Linked DNA regions of Zea mays: region 1 is linked to region 2. A link is a contact called in public Hi-C data. All regions are on one chromosome and are shown on one strand. Each heading gives the region's core, a stretch centred on a gene start, on an enhancer-like site or on the middle of the called end of the contact. The rest is flanking DNA. Distances are from core to core; before and after follow the strand shown.

Region 1 (3,204 bases), core at 657-3,156, 220 kb after region 2:
TTCCATAGCTGGAGCCATAGATTGATGATCCACAGTCTACGGTCAGCGGGTCGCCGCACAGCTCGGCATTGCCGGAGAAGCTGGAGGCCGCGCTCTTCTGGAACGGTCCGAACACCGGTATGGCGCCCGCGAGCCGGTTGTTCGACAGATTGACCTCGATCAAGCTAAGCATCCCTCTCATGTCGCCTGGGATCTGGCCGGATATCTCGTTGCGCGACAAGTCCAACACGACGAGCTTATCGAGCCGCCCGAGCTCGCGGGGCAGCGGCCCGGTGAAGTGGTTGGAGCTAAGGTTCAGCGCGATCTGCAGGCTCTTCACCTTGCCTATCTCGGCTGGGATTTCGCCGCTGAGGTTGTTGCTACCGAGCTGCAGCTCGAGCAGCCGGGTACAGCCCCCAATCCCTGCTGGGATGCCTCCGGAGAACTCGTTGTGGTCGAGCACAAGGAACTGCAGCCGTGACCCGTTGCAGATGTTCTCCGGCAAGTCGCCACGGAAAGCGTTGTAGCTCAGGTCCAGCTTGCTGAGGTTCCGGCACCGCAGGATCGATCTCGGGAACTCTCCGCCGAGGCCATTGCCGGAAACGATGAGCTCCTGCAGGCTCCTGAGCTCGCCGAGAACATCCGGCACCTCGCCGGCGAGGCGGTTGTACGCCAGGTTGAGCAGCGTCAAGTTGGCGCACTGCGCGAGCTGCGCGGGGATCCCGCCGGACAGGTCGTTCGTGCTGGCCTCGAAGTAGGTGAGGCTGGCGGCGTCCCCGACGGACGCCGGGATGGCGCCGGAGAGGAGGTTGTCACCGATGCGCACGTTGGAGAGGCCGCGGCACCGGCCGATGGTGTCCGGGATGGTGCCGTTGAGGCGGTTCAGGGTGAGGATGAGGACCTGCAGGTTGCCGCGCTCGAAGAGGCTGCTGGGGATGCTCCCTTCGAGCGAGTTGGAGTGGAGGTTGAGCACCTGGAGCTCCGACGAGAGCCCGAGCCCCGGCGGGATCGGGCCGGACAGCGCGTTCTCGTAGGCGGACAGCACGCGGAGGCCCGGCAGCCCCGCGAGCCAGCCGGGGAGGGCGCCGGTCAGGTTGTTGCCCGATATCTGCAGCTCCTGGAGCCCCTTGAGGCCCCTGAGCTCGTCGGGGATGGCGCCGGACAGCGCGTTGTTGGAGAGGTTCAGGAACCGGAGCCTCGACGCGCCGCCTAGCGCGGGCGGCACGGCGCCGGCGAGCGCGTTCATCGAGAGGTCGAGGAACTCGAGGCGGGTGAGCGCGCCGAGCGCCTGCGGGACTCCGCCGCTGAGCGAGTTGGCGGAGAGGTCGAGGCGTGCCAGCTCGCGGAGCTCGGCGGCGGCGGCGAAGTCCCCCCGGAGCCCACGGCGCGGCAGGTCGATCGCGGTCACCGCGCCGCCGCCGCCGGCGCAGGTGACGCCGCGCCACGCGCAGTGGTCCGCGCCCGGGCCCCAGCCCGGCGGCGCCAGGTCCCGCCGCAGCGCCTGCATTGCCGCGGCATCCCCGCCGCCGCCGGCTGTCCCGGCGCCGTCCACCGTCCCCGGCGCCGAGGAGCACGCCGAGAGGAGGGCCAAGAAGAGGAAGCTGCGGCGGTAGCAAGGGGTGGAGGAAGGCATTTGGGGGTGGGGATTCTTGGCCTGGGCCCTGGGGCGAGCCGGGGGCAAGGGAAGGCAGTGGTGGTGGTGGTGCCCAGGCCTGGCGTGTGCGTGTTCGTGCGCCTGCTTTTCTGTGTGGTTTTGGGTGGTAGCCTGGTATGGTAGGGGAGGAGCGGAGAGAGGGGGGCCCCCGCACACCACACGGCGACAGGGGCCGTGGCTGCTGCTGCTGCCGCCGCCGCTCGCTCCCACTCGCACTCCGTCGGGGAGAGAGAGAGAGGGAATGTGTTTCTGTGACTGAGAGAAAGAAAGTGGACGAGAGGAGAGAGGAAAGCCCGAAGGTGGTCTTCTTGCTCAACATATGGGTTGAAATTCTAGTACTACAGTAGTACTGAGAGAGTGTGCGAAAGGGCAGTGGATACCCCACCATGAGAGGCTAGGTGAACGCCACTGTTGTACACCGATGTCCGATAGCATATTGCGTTGAGGATTAGACTGCCTCCAGCAATACACGCTAAATGATTCTGTACTCTAAATTTAGAGTACGAAACGTTCTCTACGCCGTCCAACAAGGAACACTAAAAGGAACTCTAAAATATAGAGGACGTACGGCGAACACTAAACATAGAGGAGTCCTTACGCGCGCTATCCGTCTGCTCAGCACTGGGCCCGCTCTTCAATGTGGTCATCCGTCTGCAGCTACCTCTGCTGGCCAATTAATTCTATTCTTTTTTTGCGTGTAAATCTAATAGTAGCAGCACTTTTGCTAATTGGGATTATTAGATTAGTATTATCAGTTTATGTCCAATACATATATAGATATGTACGTAGACGGCGTTATGAAAAAACGATTAGTAATGTCGGTTGCAAAATGTAATTATTATAATTAGTTCCTAATTCATTTTTATAAAATTTCTAGAAATAAATAACTTCATTTTTCCATTACGCACATAAGTTCAAATTGTGTTAATATCAAAAAATGAGTATTAAAATGAGTATATGAATTCTGTTAGATATAGAGTACCGAATTTAGAGGATGTTGCTGGAGTTGGCGAAGATATAGAGAACGAAATTTTTTAGAGGATTCTGTAAAAGACAGAGAATATTACTTTAGTAGATAGAATTTAGAAGACGTTGCTGGAGAGAGCCTTAGAGCTAGGAGGCGAGTGTTGATACTTGGTAGTGTCTTAGTATATTACTATATACGTGCACAGATCTTAATTTGATGATCAATAAACCAATGATCAGACGGGGGCAAAGTCTTGGCATGCGCTATGCTTTTGATTCTGCTATGAATATCTAATCCTCCCTTTTATTTTATTTTTCTTTTCCTATGGTTACCGCCGTGAATTCAGCAAGTCTGAATAGACACAGAAAAAAAGAAGGGACCAAAATGTAGATGATGTTTTGAGATATATTGGTAGTACATGGCTCACCTTCAAAAGGGATATAAGAACAACTCTTATCTCTCATTGCGACATAATAAGGCATTGAATATTGTCACCCAAACCCGTAACTACGTAGAGGTGTGGATGTGCACAAGCACGGAGACGATGCGTGCGATAGCAAATGAGGCATATGACTTCCTTGTTGACTTTACAGTGAGGCATCAG
Region 2 (3,041 bases), core at 290-2,789:
TTCCGTTCCGGGAACGTGGGAACAATCTCGTTCCAGTAGTGTTAAATCCTAGTTTTTGTAGCGTTCCGCGTACCACGTTCCCGTTCCTCGATCCCATCGATCCGGGAACCTGGTTACTAAGGGCCATATAATAATTAGATTCTTCTCACAGATAAAAATTGAAGAAGGTTGATAAATCCCCTTTATTAACATGGAAATGCCAAGCCAAAGAACTATGACACCAAGAGATATGATGGTGAACCATATTCCATATTCGCCTACCACCATGTATGATAGTCCTGTCCATATAAATGCTAGGAACATGTTCTATGGAATAAAAAAACTATTTTCCAGCTGTCCATTCCATACCCGAGCTATCACTGTCATGCACTTATGAATGAAGCATCCATACCACTAATTTTGACAATTCTTTTCAATCGAGATTCAATCACAAGTTCACAACTAATATCATCATTCACGAAAACTAGGAACCATTAAAAATGAAACAATATCACTATTAACATCTTAGGTGAACAAAGAGACGTCCTTATAAACATTCAAAATTGCAAATCCCGTTCAGCAATCCAGACCATTCAAACAATGAAAAGCGTGCATAAGCTAAGCCCAGAAGAGTTGAATCTGGCCCCTGATAACTTAACTCAAATCCTTAGATCTTACAAATTAATACTTATAAACAGATCCAACAGCTAAAAATGTTGAAGTTATAGCATTTCATGTCCTTAAGTGTTAGAAATCTCTAGCCCAATTCCAAACTATTGGTAACGGGAGGATAACAAAGTCCGTAACAATCTACCGCGAGAAGACGAGAATACCCAATTACCTTCACAGGAATGTGGAAACGGAACACCTTGATCGAGCCGACTACCTCAGATACGATCTCAAGCGGCACTGACCCCGCGGCCACGTCCCCGATGAGCTCGATCACGTCATCCAGCACCTTCCCGGCGTCCACCCACACCTCAGCATCCGCATAGACCTCATTCCTGGCCGCAAGCTCGCCGGACCCGGGCCACGCTTTGGCGGCCCCGAGCAGGTGTCCGCGGTAGGAGACGGCGGCGGAGACCGCGCGGTAGCGGAGCGGGAGGACGAAGCCGGGGTTGCTGACGCGGAGCCGCAGCGCGAGGCCGAGGCCGAGGACGGGCGGCTGCGCGCGGAAGCTGTCGACACGGAGGTCGGCGACGCGGGCGGCCGGGGCGGACGGGTAGAGGAGGAAGGCGAGCCCCGCGAGGAGCGCGAGGAAGAGGAGGAGCGGGAGCGCGCGCGCGCAGAATCGGCGGAGGCAGGACGCGCGGCGCGGGCGCAGGCGGCGGAGGCGCACGAGCATCGGGGAGCAGGGGGACGGCACGAAGACGAGCGTCGGGGCCGGCGGCGGCGGTGGGGCGGGCTGCACGTAGGAGGCGGCCGGGTAGGCGTAGTAGGGTTGTTGAGGGGGCTGCGGCGGCACGAGGAGAGGCTGCCCTAGGTGCGCGTGCGCCTTCTCGCCGTCGCCGGTCGCCGCCGCCGCGGATGCCATCGCCGACGCGGTTGCGGGAGAAGCGGGGGATCTGGTTGGGGATGGGTACAATTTCGTAGTGGGCTGGGAACTTGAGGATCCGGCTCCAATAGGAATTTGACACGCGGACGCTGCAAGAGTGATGGGGAAAGGATTGTCATTTGTCAGAGACCCACAGCCCAGGGGGACTTGTTGGCAACCGGCGGGCTGATTCTTTCCGTTGCTGAAAAACTGCACTATTGATCTGACCTGTTCGGGCGCCGCCGCCCACCCTCTCCAGCTCGGCCCATGTCGGTCAGGTTGGGCCCGTGGGCCGTGGCTGATAAACTGCATGGTTAAAGAAATTTCAAAATAGCAAATAGGATAACTGGAAAATATGTGGACAGAAGCATCATTCGAACATTTACCAGCACAGTAGTGTTTGGTTCCAGAGCCTATTTGGACGGAATGACTCTATTCCAGATTCTGAATATGGAATGACTCGATTCTGTGTTTGGCAATCAGAACAGAGCCACCCTGTTTTTCTGTTTGGTTCTAGTGTGAAGACTCTATCCTATGTTTGGCACCATATTATTATTATTATTATTATATATATATATCAAATATAATTATATTAAATATAACCATATATATTACGTTTGGAAACATGCGGTCTTGTCAAATATTAAATAAATATATTATATATATATATCTCGGCGTTTCGAACCCGCGAGGACCGTCAACCGACCAATAAATTTGTTGCTGCGTGTCCCTGCCCAGATAGGATGATGCAAGATGGAACACAAGAGGGAAATATGGCTTATATTATCTCGCATCGGGGTGCTCGTAGTAGGGGTTACAAGCGTCGCGAGACAGCGAGGGCGAGAGCGAGAGGGTGTCGTCCAACGTTGTCAGTGTTGCAACGTCTGTCCAGGACGTGCCTTAGGAAGGCCCTGGACATCCCCCTTTATAGATACAAGGAGATGTCCAGCTGTACAAGGGGGTGTAGCTATGTGCTATCGTGGCTGGCGGAGAAGTACCTTGAGCCCTGTAGAAGCATAGCTGTCGGCGCGGCATGGATCCTGCTGACGTTGTCTTGCTTCCGTAGGGGGGTTTGAGAGCAACCGACGTCATGGGCGCACGCGGGGGACCATCATTACCTGTTACCGGAGTGACCTTAGATGGGACACCGGTCTTGTTCCTTCGTAGCCTGAGGCAGCTAGCTAGGAGTAGGGTAATGATGTATCCCCTGTGGCGTAGTCGGTCCGAGGCCCAGGTCGGGCGAGGTGGAGATCTTCTTCTGAGGCCGAGGCTGAGGCCGAGGACTGAGGTCAGGCGAGGCGGAGCTCCCTGTTGCGCCCGAGGCCAAACTCGTGGGAGATCGTGACTCAGTTTTATCCTGGTGGTTGGCACAGTAGCCGGAGCGGGGCGAACAACGCTGTTTTCCTGTCAGATCGGACAGTAAAGGGGGCGAAGTGACTGCGGTCACTTCGATCTTGCCGACTGAGGCACGCGTGTCAGGATAAGGTGTCAAGCGATCCCCGCATTAAATGCGCATGCGATACAGTCG

What was found. A called contact is a pair of places that touch in the nucleus more often than the background predicts.
Region 1: a Hi-C map of bundle sheath shows a contact between it and region 2, with 4 times the contacts expected there. The contact joins the promoter of LOC100280191 here to the promoter of LOC100216939 in region 2. A contact is called at or near these places in 7 of 25 Hi-C or Micro-C datasets (bundle sheath, ear, leaf and 2 more) and 2 of 3 datasets of contacts at active chromatin or transcription factors (leaf and seedling).

The regions. Positions count from the first base shown.
Region 1 is chr7:18,952,954-18,956,157 of Zm-B73-REFERENCE-NAM-5.0, forward strand. LOC100280191 reads right to left here and starts at 1,907. Exons shown (of 2, transcript NM_001367922.1): 1 at 1-1,907. The coding sequence starts at 1,612.
Region 2 is chr7:18,737,419-18,740,459 of Zm-B73-REFERENCE-NAM-5.0, forward strand. LOC100216939 reads right to left here and starts at 1,540. Exons shown (of 3, transcript NM_001143322.1): 1 at 821-1,540. The coding sequence starts at 1,513.